Linked DNA regions of Mus musculus: all the other regions are linked to region 2. The links are chromatin contacts, called in public Hi-C and promoter capture Hi-C maps. All regions are on one chromosome and are shown on one strand. The core of a region is the stretch at or near the end of the contact, and the rest is flanking DNA. Distances in the headings are between cores, read along the strand shown. Region 1 overlaps Fam114a1 (family with sequence similarity 114, member A1). Region 2 overlaps Rfc1 (replication factor C (activator 1) 1). Region 3 overlaps Pds5a (PDS5 cohesin associated factor A).

Region 1 (3,981 bases), core at 309-2,808, 280 kb before region 2:
ACCGTGCAAGGCATGACTGGGATACAAGAGCCAGAGTAAGGCCACACTTCGAACATGGACTTCACCTTGCTGTGTGGTCAAGGTGAGGCAACTCAAGTTCAGGTTAGCATAAGTCAAAGTGTTCTAAAGAAGAGCCTGACCAAGGATCTGACCTTCAAGGTTAGAAGGCATTCTCAACTATAAAACTTCCTCAGTATGTCAAAGGGATTATACATGTTGGTTCTGGCATCAGATGGACTGGATTTAAATCCTGCTTCCCGCTTACCAACTTTGGGACCTTTGGCAGATAACGTTCTTTTGATTGACCTCAGTTTTCTCAGTTATGGAAGGGGTATTACACATCTCTTAGCACAGTGTTATTAAGAAAAGTAGACACTTTAATACAGTGTCTGGGATGTCCTAAAGGTATAGAGGAGAGATTTTGGAAGGTCGATATTATAATTCTCATGGCAGAAAAAGCACAGAAGCAGAGACACGCGGACAAATTAGGTAACTAAGTTAACATCACACAGCTAAGAAATTGTGGGACCAATGTCCTTGGCGGATTTCAGTCTAGATTGCTTTCATTTAGCGTGTAAGCACAGGTAATTAAAAAGCCAGATGGCCATGGAATGTTTTTAGAGGACACTGTCCTGCAACATTCTTGGGACATTCTTGCCCTCTTGTCTTGATTTGGGTTTGCTGGGTTTTTTTTTGTTTGTTTGTTTGTTTGTTTGTGTTTTTTTTTGTTTTGTTTTGTTTTGTTTTGTTTTCTGGTTTGGCTTTCCAGCACTCACCTACTGCAGCCTGAAAACCAGACCCAGTCCCAGCCTCAGAGCCTTGGGATTCCGGAGCCTTCCATGTTTTAGAATATTTAGGGTTTGTGGTGGTGTGAAGTTATTTCACAAACGACACCAAGTAGTGTCACACACATTTGTTGTCTTTTTCTTGTTAGTAGAAACCTCTGGAAATGGAGTCATTAGTCAAAAATAAAAGTCCCAGTGGCTCTGTTATGATTTCCTTATCTGGGCACTAGATGTCACACTAAGTCAAGCTTTGGAAGTGGCTCAGCTAAGTAGGGTGTGGCAGTCTCTACCTATTTAAAAAAAAATCACAATATTTAGGTAAATATAACGCTTAAATTTGAATTTCTAGGAAAATTCAGAAAGTACTTTCTTTTACTTACAAAAAAACTTAGAATTGTTAATCAGAGAACAGATAGCACCATGGTGAAATGCCGGCTTAAACACATCTTAGCTGCATGCACATGAAAACTGTCTTCCATTCCGAAAACAAAGGGGTAGTTCTGGAGACAGTTTATGCACACTTGTCTGTGGTCATGTGGGAGGCTTGTTCTTTTTTTCCCTTTGCTGTTTTGTTTGAGACGGTATCTCATGTAGCCCAGGCAAGCCTTGGACTTGTTAGGTAGCTGAGGCTAGTCTCTTACCTTCCTCTGCTTTCCAAGTGCTGGGACTACAGACTGGCCAAGATGAGAAGCAGCTCTCCCAACAGAGAAACAGACAAGACTAACCTACTGTGGAGGAAGTCAAAGAGGGGGATGTAAGGCCCCGGAAGATTAAAGAGCTAATAATGAGTGTGAGCGCCGCTGAGCCCCAGAGCTGAGCAAGCTGTGCCTCCAGAGATCACTTATTCCCTGACTTTGGCTCTCAGAAATCTATAGCTGTGAATTATGCGTGGAGAATTCTGCAGTCTCCTTTTGGAAAGTCTGTGTGGATGTTGTTGTTGTTGTTTTTAAACTACCTTGAAGAATATGAAGCCAACGACTTAAGTGTTTGCTGAAATTTCGATGAGATTCCATTGAAATGTTTGGAATTCTTTGGAGGCTAGAAAGAATTAATTCGAGTCAGATTGAAAGCTTATAATTAAGTCTTCGGCTTAGCAGTTTGTTTTTTTTTTTTTTTCCGAGTAACTCAGTAATGAGTTTGAGCTGTGTTTAATTATCTGCATGAGTGTAGGCACATATTTCTATTGTAATTAAAGCTGTAAATCATGTTTCCTAAGTTTTCAGGGTTTGTAGGTAATATATGATGACAAATAGCTTTCGTTGGAAGAAGCCAGTAAATACCATTGCCTGTGTTGCTTTGATAAATCAGGTTAGAACTGAGAAATCGGCCTTCTGTGTGTATGTGGGGGTGCATGTGTGAGTATGTGCAGAGGCCAAAGGCTAACCTCGAAAGTCAAAGGGTATTCCTCAGGATTGTGTCTGCCTTGCCTTTTGAAACAGCATGGCTCACTTGGCCTGAAATTTACTGATTCAGTTACAACGGCTGGATGTCAAGCCCCAGGGATGTATCTGTCTCTATGTCCCCAGCTCTGAGGCTACAAACTCATGCCACCACACCTAGATTTCCACAGGGTTCTATGCATTGATATCAGATCCAAAATACTACTCTTTTGAGTATGTATGAGTCTCATCTGTGTCTTCCTCTAACTCAAGAGATGGATGAACAGTCATTTGAACAGTGTTTTGTAATTCTGACTGGTTCTAGTTGACTCTGGTGTCTTCCTTTGACTTGGTTACCACTGCCTCGTGTTTGAACAACCCAGGGTCCCAGGATGCGTGCTTCCTTTCTCCTTACATGCCACGGCAGGTAGCAGGCACCCAGATGGAGGGGGCACAGGCTGTTTTTCCTTCTAGAACTCCAGTAGCCATGAGGACCGCAGTGGTCTACCAGTGCTTTGATCCCTTCCTCCTGTCTAAGAAAGGCTTACCCCATCTTAGTGCAGGGTGTCAAGCTGTCTGTGGATGAAATAGAAGACTCTTTTCTATCAAGTCAAGGGTTGGTTTTTACCCAATGAGTGGGAAGGTCTGCTCTGTACTCCTTACCGAATCCCAACTGTGCCAGTGTCTTGGAAATAAAGACTGTCCCTTCTTGGAAATACAGGTGCTATTAGTCTGATGGAGTCCGTGACCTTCAGCCTACTTTGGACTGCTACTCCTTCCCAATTTCCCCACTGAGTGACCCTTTGATTTAGAGCTGTCAGCTCAAGACCTTTCATGGTGTACGTTTGAGGAACTGTAGTGTTATTTTTTTATTTGTTTGTTTGGAGGGCTTTGTTTTGTTTAGAGACACGATCTTGCTAAGTAGCCCACACTGACCTAGAATCTTATGCAGACTAGGCTAGACTCAAACTTGCCATCCTCCTGCCTCAGCCCCCTGAGTGTTAGGATTATATGCCACCATACATATAATCCTAGGAACATATTATACATAGGTTTATACATAGGAACGTATTGAAGGTCATCTGACTTCAATCCAGCCCATGTTAACTGAGCACCTGCCATGTGCTAGGACTTCAAAAAGCCAACAGCGACCACAAGAGAACGATTGATCAGCCATATGACACTTTAGAAAACAGGATGAAGACATGCCTTTCAAAGACGCTGACTTGAGTTTGGAGTTTCCCTGTTAAAAACAGCCACCATGGCAGAAGCCAAAAGGGGTCTGGGAACATAGTGAGGAAACTGAGTCACAAAAGAGAGTGGCTTTAAGGCCACTCAGCCTGACCATGCTGAGTTCATCTTTGGATCCTACCACAGGGAATCTGAACACATTGCTGCCATTCAGGGTAGAACCCCGCAGTCCAGATGGTCTTGTGAGATTAGTCTAGGGTCACAGACTGTGCAGATTGTAATGTCTCTGTGAACTATATATTTATGTCCTTGCAGGTCATGGATTAACAGCAGTCAAAGAAAAGGCAGGGGCAACCCTACGAATCCACAGTGCCAATTCTGCATCTCCCGAAGGGGCCCCAACTGATGCTGAAAACGGAATCTCTGGAAGTGAGTGGCGTGCTCGCCTGGTGTTTTGTTACACCCGTGTGCATGACTACACAGTGGGGAAAAGCCCAAGTTCAGATCAGCAAAATGCATTCTAACCAGGGTGTTATTTCTTGCCATGACAGATGTGACTCCAGATCAGGACCCTGCCAGAGGCCCCCACACTCCTCCTCCACCAGGGGCGGCAGGGTCGAGAGGCA
Region 2 (4,037 bases), core at 1,332-3,831:
CCCCATGAACTCAGCCTTTTGGGACCACTAGTTACAACACAACCTTCCACAGTGATCACACCTTCTTGCTATAAATGGGCCCTTTCATTCTTCAAGGCTCTCTGAATCAAGTCATCCTTTTACTGCAGAGTACACAATCAGCTCCCCCCCCCCCCCACACACACACACACACAGGCTTTCGGCCTCAGTGAACGGTGCACTTCACTCTCCCCGTTCTCCTTTACAAGACTCACCTGGAACTGTCCAACATCACACACAAAATGAAAACTGTATATGCACACATTTCTATCCCAGTCTCAAAAACCTCTGAGATCACAGAGCAGAACTAATGCCCCAGAAGAGTTATGCCAAAGGCCTTTCCTATCTTGATGCCTCAGGATACTTACCACACAGGAGTGCTCATTACAGAACACTGAAGTGACTTGTTTTTCTTAAACCACATCTATAGCCACAGTTCAAAAAGGGCACATACTTGTATAAAAGCCTTTGATGCTGGTGTTGTTCAAGGATTCAGCAACAACTGCTTTCAAACTGTTCTTACTCCGAGTATCACTTGCATTTAGTTCCACATAACTGTAGCCCAATTCCTAGTCAAAATATTAAAAATCATTATTATAACAGTGCAAATGATCCTGGGCAGCAGCTGATTAAGGAACACAGAGGTTCCAAAAGTCACATTAAACATGAGTAAAAAATTAAGTATGATACCAAAAGGCCACAAATCTAATTCCCCACAGCATTAGAGATTCTTAAAACAACACATACACAGAGGAGTTTGGTTTTAAAACCACAGCTGGTAAGCTATGTATGGTGGCTCATGCCAGGGTATCAGACCACCTGCCTGTATCATAGTGGGTGTATTCAAATAACCCTTACTTAATAATGGCTGTCTTAGTTAGGGTTTCTATTGCTTTGATGAAACACCATGACTGAAAAGCAAGTTGGGGAGGAACGGGTTTATTTGGCTTACACTTCCATATCACTGTGGATCACTGAAGGAAGTCAGGACAGGGACACATACAGAGCAGAATCCTGGATTCAGGAGCTGATCCAGAGGCCATAGAGGGTCTGCTGTCTGTCCTGCTAAGCCTTTCTTATAGAACCCAGGACCATCAGCCCAGGGATGGCCCAACCCACAATGGGCTGGGCCCTCCCCCACTGATCACTAATTGAGAAAACGCCTTACAGCTGGATTTCACAGAGGTATTTCCTTACCTGAGGCTCCTTCCTTCTAAGGTCTGGCTTATGTCAAGTTTACACAAAACCAGCCAGTACCGTGGCCCTAGACAGTAAGAGGGGGAGGCAAGGAGGGTGCCAGGACACAGGAGGCAGACTAACTATATGAAGTGGCACTGCTGCAGGGCACGGTGCACAGGGCTCTGTACCACCTGCAGCCACGGCATCTCCTGAGCGCCTAGTAACACATCCTCCACCTATAAGGGAAAATGGATGTTTTTATAATAGCCAATTCAATAACAGGTTTAAGGTGGGGTTTGTTTTTTTTTTCTTTAATTTTCTTTAGATTTTTTTTAAAAAGACTTGTGTCCTGGAACTTACTATGTAGACTAGGCTGGCCTTGAATTAACCTCGAGATTCACCTGCTTCCTCAATGCTGGGATTATAGGCATGCACTACCACACCCAGCCAGAATAATAGCATTAAAAAAAAAAAAAAAAAGAAGTGACAAACACCACTAAAGCCAAAGAAAATTCTAAAGTTTGACTTTAGAAAAATATACACTGTAGATTAACACAGACACACACACACGCACACACACACACACACACACACACGAGCTGATCACTGCACTATGACAGGGCACCCACCTGACACACAAGAGAAGCTGTAGTGGTTTTGCCAACACCTGGAGGGCCAGACAGCAGAGCTGCCTTGAAACTGGAGCCATCATCTTTGCTGGCAAGTTTGCCAAACTTTGCTGCTAGGGAAGAGAAGTTCCAGAGCATTAACATGCACCATATTTCAGACACTCCAGATCAGAAGGAACCATTTATGAACTGCCCGAGAGCTTTGCAAAGCAGAGAGGAGAGTGCAGACCAAAAGCAAATGGCAATGTAATGAGGCTGTAGGTCACTGTGCCAGTGCTTACCTCAGCTTCTTCCAGTTTCCTTAAGGGCCCTGGGCATTCTCTCTCTCACAGGCCTTCAGACACTGGCACTGGTTGTTCCTCCAGCCCAATACCACACCCATCTCCCTTAGCCCAGCTGTCTGCTACCTGGACTCCAAGGTCGCTCCAGGGCTGAGCGCTCACACCCTCTTCCTTGACTACACACCAGCATCCCCAGAGCTAGCTCCCTGTACTTACCCTACAAAAGCACTTGGCACATGCATTTTAACAGCTGGCTCATAATCTCCCCACTCTCTGGGGGCCCCTGAAGGGCCTGCTTTGTTCACAGAAGCACCACCAGGGCCTAGAGCACTTGGGCACTCAACAAGCCTCGATAAATACTTGATGACAGGCAAATGAACCATGCATGAGCCTTTGGCCATGAATACAACTGAGCACTACATATGTTGACAGACACACAGAAAATGACTAAAGTTGTGAAATCACCATGTTTTTTCTCTTCAGGAGAACTCTTGTGCCAGTTTCTGAGCCAACGTAGTAATTTGTTGGCACAGCTCTGGTCACCCTGCTGTCCGATTATGTTCTTGAGTGAGGCGGGCTTGTACTTATCCACCCAGAGCAGACATTCCTCTTTGTTGCTACTGCGGTTGCCATGTGTCTCCTTGACATCCAGGCCCCTTGGGCACGTGCTTGCCTCCTTCTTCACTGCCTTCATAGGACTGTTCTTTAGGAGAGTCAGCTTGCACTTTTTAGACTCTGACTCCTTCTTGGCTGGACTAATTTTTCTTTTTCCTTGATCATTTTTTTGGGGTGTTCGCTCCAATTTGGACTTTTCTTTCTTCATCTGCAGGGGAAATCAAAAAGGCCTGATGAAACACAGAAGATTCCTGTCCTGCCACACACTCCCCAGAGGCAAACTGACACAGCCAAGTGACTGGGCTGCTGTCACAATGGGCTATCAGTGTCTGCAGTCACCATTTTCCAAACTTCACAAACATTAACAACACGCCCAGAAAGCCAATACAGTCATCATTTTTAAAATAAAGACAGGATCATGAGGTAAACAACTTGCTTTAAAGCTTCTTGACTACGTAAAACCAACGTCTCCTCTAAAACGCACATATACAACGTCACAGCAGTGCTGTGTTACATGGTGCACATGCGCATTACAGCCATAAAAGAAGAGCCCAAACATCCACTGGGGAACTCAGCATAAACAAAAAATGACTGAGATCCACCCAATGGAATATTATTTAACTATAAAAAGGAATGGATACTAATATATACAACTTGGTTCGCCTAGAAACCATTACAGAAAATAAAAGGGCTAAAACCAGAAAATTTTACTTATACAAAATGTCCAAAATAGGTAAATCCTTAGAACAGAGCATAGTGGCCACCAGGCAGAGGGTATGACAAGCGACTATCATTAAGTATAGGATTTCTTTTTGGAGGTAATGACAGAGTCTGGAATGAGATGCAGTAACTGGGTCAACAAGATGGCTCACTGGGTAAAGGCACTTGCCACCAAGCCTACTGACCTAACTTCAATCCTCAAAACCCTCACTGTGAAAGGACAGAACCAACTCAAGGAAGATGTCCTCTGACCTTCACATGTACCCAGACATAAATACATGTAGTCAATAATAAATAAATGTAATTTTTTAAATTGTATGTACATTGCTGTTCTGCCTCCATGTATGAGTAGGGTCCCTGGAGCTGGAGTCACAGACAGTGTCACTCAGTTGCCATGTGAGTGCTGCAAATTGAACCTGGGTTCCCTGAAAGAGGAGCCAATGCTCTTAACTGCTGAGCCACTTCTTTAGCCCCCTAAATAAATGTAATTTTTTAATTAAATACTAATGATCACTGCACAGGTATGAATTACATTTTTTAAAAAGCGAGTTTAAAAAAATGGAAATAATATCTTAATTTCTAAAACAGTTAAACG
Region 3 (4,396 bases), core at 1,191-3,690, 380 kb after region 2:
TGATACCCTATTCTGACCGCTATGGATACCAGATACACACATGGTACACAGAAAATACCTATACATAAAAACAAATTGAAAGAATAAATGTATACACATGCCGGGCAGTGGTGGCGCACGCCTTTAATCCCAGCACTTGGGAGGCAGAGGCAGGAGAATTTCTGAGTTCGAGGCCAGCCTGGTCTACAAAATGAGTTCCAGGATAGCCAGGGCTACACAGAGAAACCCCGTCTCAAAAAAACAAAACAAAAAAAAACAAAACAAAAAAAAAGGGGGGGGGGGCGCACAACCACCTCAGAGAGTGGTGGGAAAAGAACAACCCACAAAACAAAGACCAGCTATACCTATCAGTTTATCCACTTACCCCTAGCTCCCCCCCAACACATGCTCTGTTAAATTATATATATATTTATCAACATCTACTAAAGAAGAAACAGAGGTTTTCAGAAGAACAACCTAGAAGACACAAAGAGGAAAATGTATTCAGATAAGTAAGAGACAGGCAAATCTCTGAGGCCAGACTGTTAAGCCCCAGGTCATCCAGGGCTCTATACTGAGACCCCTTTTCAAAGGAGGGGCAAGAGACATAGACAAAGTCAAAGAGTTTTGAGTATTTGGAAGGTAACATGGCAAGCACAGATACAGGAGGAGGAGTGGGAAGATATTTAAAATGTTACACTGTATTGCTCCCATTTTGGTCGTATTCAAGTTCCATATTTTTCTGAATAAAACTGTTTAGGTAAGAAATATATCTGTGTGTGAATGATTCTAATGAATTCATATAATACCTCAAGAATCACAGCGTTATGAAATGTATACAGAAATACATACATTGGCAATACATGCTTCAATAGTCTGGACTGTCCTTTTCAGTAGGACTTTTGCAAGGTCGAAGGACTGTTTATTTAAGTTCTGAAAAACAAAAACAGGCAAAACTTCAAATGAATTGGTGATTGATGAGACAAAATCACTTGAACAGTAAGTATTCAAATCTACCAAAGTATGAAAGGAATTCCAGTCACGGTTTTACATAGAAGGTGCCAAAGGAACTCAACAAATTAAATACTACATTACATTAGACAGGAGCCAAGAGTCCAACCTATATAAAACAGATGTCAAGGTTTTTGAGTCTGTACGTTAACCACCATAAACTCACAACACACGTTATTCTAAATACACACTCTCTCCTAAACCCAATCCATCACACTCTAAATATTTCATTGTTTTATCAATGTGTGCTTGAAGAAATGTACTGGAGATGTCACTCAGTGGTATAGTTGATCAATTATGTAACGTTTATGAGGCCCTAGATTCAAATTCCTGAACCATGAATAGGAAGAGGTTGGGAAGGCCTTTAACTTTAACTGTATTTTTATGACTGTCCCAAGTTCTTTTGAGACAGGGTCATCACTAGGTAGTACTGGTGGGCCTCAAGGAGCTGCCTGTTTCCCAGGGGACTGTAGGAGAGGTGTGAGCCATCACACACACATTACTTGTTTCTGACATGAGAAATACTATGTTACCCTAAGTCCCAATGCACCATAACTTAACCAATTAAGACTATAACAAAGATGGTACCCACTGCATTTATTTAAATTTTAAAAACTTATTGAGAAAACTGTTTTCAAGAATACCTGTTAACACCTATGCTAACATAGATTCTACTAAATCTATAAAATAGATTCAGTCTTATTCATCTTATACCTCTCAAAAAGAAGCTAGAAACACTACACTTTTTTTGAGGCCAGTGGTGGTGAGCACTGGCTGCTTTTGCACTGAGTAGGACCTGTATTCCCAGCATTCACATAGTACCTCATAACTGTCTAACTCCATACCCTCTCCAGGCCCCCGTGGGCAATGCATACACACAGTTCACAGACATATATGTAAGTAAAACACCCACACACACTAAACAAACAAAGAGCTTTTAAATATTTTAATCAATGTGTCTTATAAAAATAATAGTTATAACACTAATGTGACTAATTCTACGGACAGAATAGGAATTACGATATAAAATTGTAAATGGACAAAACCAGTAACTGATTTCTTTAGGTAAGCTGATCTTTAATACGGTGATTCTATACAGACCTTGTGTGCAGGGATGAGGTTGATAAGAATGGAATCCAATAATTCTTGAGTAACTCCATCACCTTCCATGATGATAGAACTCATCAAGTCTAACATGTGCATTTGTACTTTCGTATTGTGGCTATTGCTAAAAAAGAAGAAAAGATTAAGGCAGATAAAAAAGACAAACTCCCCAGGGTTTTTTCTTCCATGTACCTGTTTGTTTACTGGTAACAAAGTCTTGTTATATAACCCAGGCTAATCTCCAACTCCTGTTGCACCCCCCACACCTCCTAAGTGCTGAGGTAACTGCTAAAGTGTCCAGTTTGAAGCACTAATCTTGGCACCTGAGGGCGGTCACCTCAGCACTCAGGAGACTGGGAGGGAAGAGTACATCATAGCTTAAGGACAGCTGAACTGATTAGGCGAGAGTCTCTCTAGGGGAGAGAATCAAGTTGGGAAATGCAGTTCACCGGCAGAACACTTGCCTAGCACATATGAAGCCCAAACCTCAATCACAGTCCAACATAAACAATCTCAAGTGTAAAAAGAGACTTACTGAAGGGATGGATCCCCGCTGACAAAGGCAGACATTTCAGCTGTCATATTTACCACCCCGCCACTCCCAAGGCACCTGAACCATGTTATTATCCAACAGAACAGACACCACCCTAATTTCTAATAAAGTATTCTCTACACCTCACTTACCTGTATATACTCACACACAATAAAAAAAGCACAATGTATAGCCTACAGAATATAACCTATATTCTACAGTATAAATACAGAGGCTTAAAACAAAATTGAAAGACTGAATATCTAAAGGGTTTTAAATGTTTTTCCTGAAATTTAAAAGATAAATAAATTAGACCCATCTAGCATTTAACGATGAAAACAGAAACTTTTATAAGTTGTGGGGAGGGGGGGGGGGTTGAGACTGTCACACAGTTTCTATAACTTAGAAATCAGTTCTTCCACATGTGCTCTCCAAATTACACATTTTACAAAATGTCATCTGTGAAGGCCTACTGGGTGCACAATTCTCAATGTGTATGTCTTGTGTGTGTGGCAGAGGAAATGAGTTGGAAGAATATAGGTATTTAGCTTGATACAAACAACGCAAAACAAAAGCCTGAGTGCTTGATTCTCAGATCCATATATCTGAAAAGAAAGAAACGGGTACAGGGAAGACACATGAAAGAGACCTTAAGCGCTCGCTTCCACAGCACAGAGAAGATTAGCATGGCCCCTGGGAAAGGATGACATACAAATTGGTGAAGCGTTCCATATTTAAAAGAAAGAAAGAAGGAAAGAAAGAAAGAAAGAAAGAAAGAAAGAAAGAAAGAAAGAAAGAAAGGAAGGAAGGAAGGAAGGAAGGAAGGAAGGAAGGAAGGAAGGAAGAGGTGAGAGAGACCTTAAAAAACTATTCCAGGCCAAGCTTGGTGATGCATGCCTTTAGTCTCCTGCTTGGGAGGCAGAAGTAGGCTTTAAAGTATAGAGTAAATTTTGTGTGAATAAGACAAAATTTTGTTTTATAGAAAGAACAAAATCGTGGGCAGAGGTGGAACACACCTATAATCCCAGCACTTGGGAAGCAGAGGCAGGCGGATTTCTGAGTTCGAATCCACCCTGGTCTACAGAGTGAGTTCCAGAACAGCCAGGATTATACAGAAAAACCCCGTCTCAACCCCTCCCCCCACAAAGAACAAATATATATATATATATATATATATATATATCAGTATTTTCAGATTGTTGAGGCTAGTAAAATAAATTTCAAAACGGAAGCCTATGAGATAGTGGTACAATACAAACAGTGGTTACAAATTGTTCACTTTAATTTATTTTTGGTATTTATGTGTTGGTCTATGTGTACAGTCATGTGTACAAATACTCATTTGAGCACTATTTAGGGTGTCGTTATGACTCACCAAGTAGGCTGTTTGGCTAGAGAACCCCAAATTCTGTCTGTCTTTATTTGGCCAGCATTGAAATTACTAGCATGTGCTACTGAGCGTAGCTTTTCTGTGGCCCAAACTCAGCTCTTCATGCTTGTGAAGCAACTGAATGACCTCCCCAACCACTGCTCCTGTAGGCCACATGGCAACGATGCTCCATCCATGAAGACACGGAGGCTACCTGACCATCCTTTATTCTGGGTTTACAACCTATACATCTACAAAAGCACTCTTTCATAAATAAGCAACCCCACAGAACCACGTGCTGAAAGGTTTCTCTTGGATATAATTAATAAAATCATCTGCTTCTTCCTACATGTCTTAATGTGGTGGAGAATTCAAAATTAATACAAGGCATTTGCATACAA

The links. A called contact is a pair of places that touch in the nucleus more often than the background predicts. Capture Hi-C pulls out chosen DNA fragments and counts their contacts.
Region 1: a contact with region 2 is called in a promoter capture Hi-C map of adipose tissue. The contact joins two enhancer-like sites. A contact is called at or near these places in 2 of 15 datasets of contacts at CTCF or cohesin (large pre-B cells and pro-B cells), 15 of 484 Hi-C or Micro-C datasets (CD4 T cells, CD8 T cells, bone marrow-derived dendritic cells and 8 more), 5 of 115 datasets of contacts at active chromatin or transcription factors (Th17 cells, bone marrow-derived dendritic cells, cardiomyocytes and 2 more) and 3 of 9 other capture datasets (adipose tissue, liver and pancreatic islet).
Region 3: a Hi-C map of olfactory sensory neurons shows a contact between it and region 2, with 2.1 times the contacts expected there. The contact joins two enhancer-like sites. A contact is called at or near these places in 4 of 39 promoter capture datasets (cranial neural crest, frontonasal cranial neural crest, maxillary cranial neural crest and 1 more), 7 of 484 Hi-C or Micro-C datasets (centroblasts, centrocytes, granulocyte-monocyte progenitors and 4 more) and 3 of 9 other capture datasets (adipose tissue, liver and pancreatic islet).

The regions. Positions count from the first base shown.
Region 1 is chr5:65,002,128-65,006,108 of GRCm38.p6, forward strand. Fam114a1 (family with sequence similarity 114, member A1) reads left to right here. Exons shown (of 14, transcript NM_026667.3): 4 at 3,671-3,784; 5 at 3,907-3,981. All of the region lies in intron 2 of Gm32374 (a long non-coding RNA gene), which reads right to left. Among named protein-coding and RNA genes, the nearest start is that of Gm32374, 16 kb to the right of the region's middle. Within about 2 kb of position 1,559, at least 37 of the 459 cell types and tissues checked have an H3K27ac peak or open chromatin away from gene starts, as enhancers often do. A contact at or near this core is called in adipose tissue, where this site is marked.
Region 2 is chr5:65,276,885-65,280,921 of GRCm38.p6, forward strand. Rfc1 (replication factor C (activator 1) 1) reads right to left here. Exons shown (of 25, transcript NM_001347357.1): 13 at 2,573-2,930; 14 at 1,827-1,939; 15 at 473-587. Among named protein-coding and RNA genes, the nearest start is that of Rfc1, 57 kb to the right of the region's middle. Within about 2 kb of position 2,582, at least 31 of the 459 cell types and tissues checked have an H3K27ac peak or open chromatin away from gene starts, as enhancers often do. A contact at or near this core is called in adipose tissue and olfactory sensory neurons, where this site is marked.
Region 3 is chr5:65,657,516-65,661,911 of GRCm38.p6, forward strand. It overlaps Pds5a (PDS5 cohesin associated factor A), which reads right to left. Exons shown (of 33, transcript NM_001081321.3): 6 at 2,092-2,218; 7 at 832-912. It also overlaps the pseudogene Gm24399. Among named protein-coding and RNA genes, the nearest start is that of Pds5a, 39 kb to the right of the region's middle. Within about 2 kb of position 2,441, at least 1 of the 459 cell types and tissues checked has an H3K27ac peak or open chromatin away from gene starts, as enhancers often do. A contact at or near this core is called in olfactory sensory neurons, where this site is marked.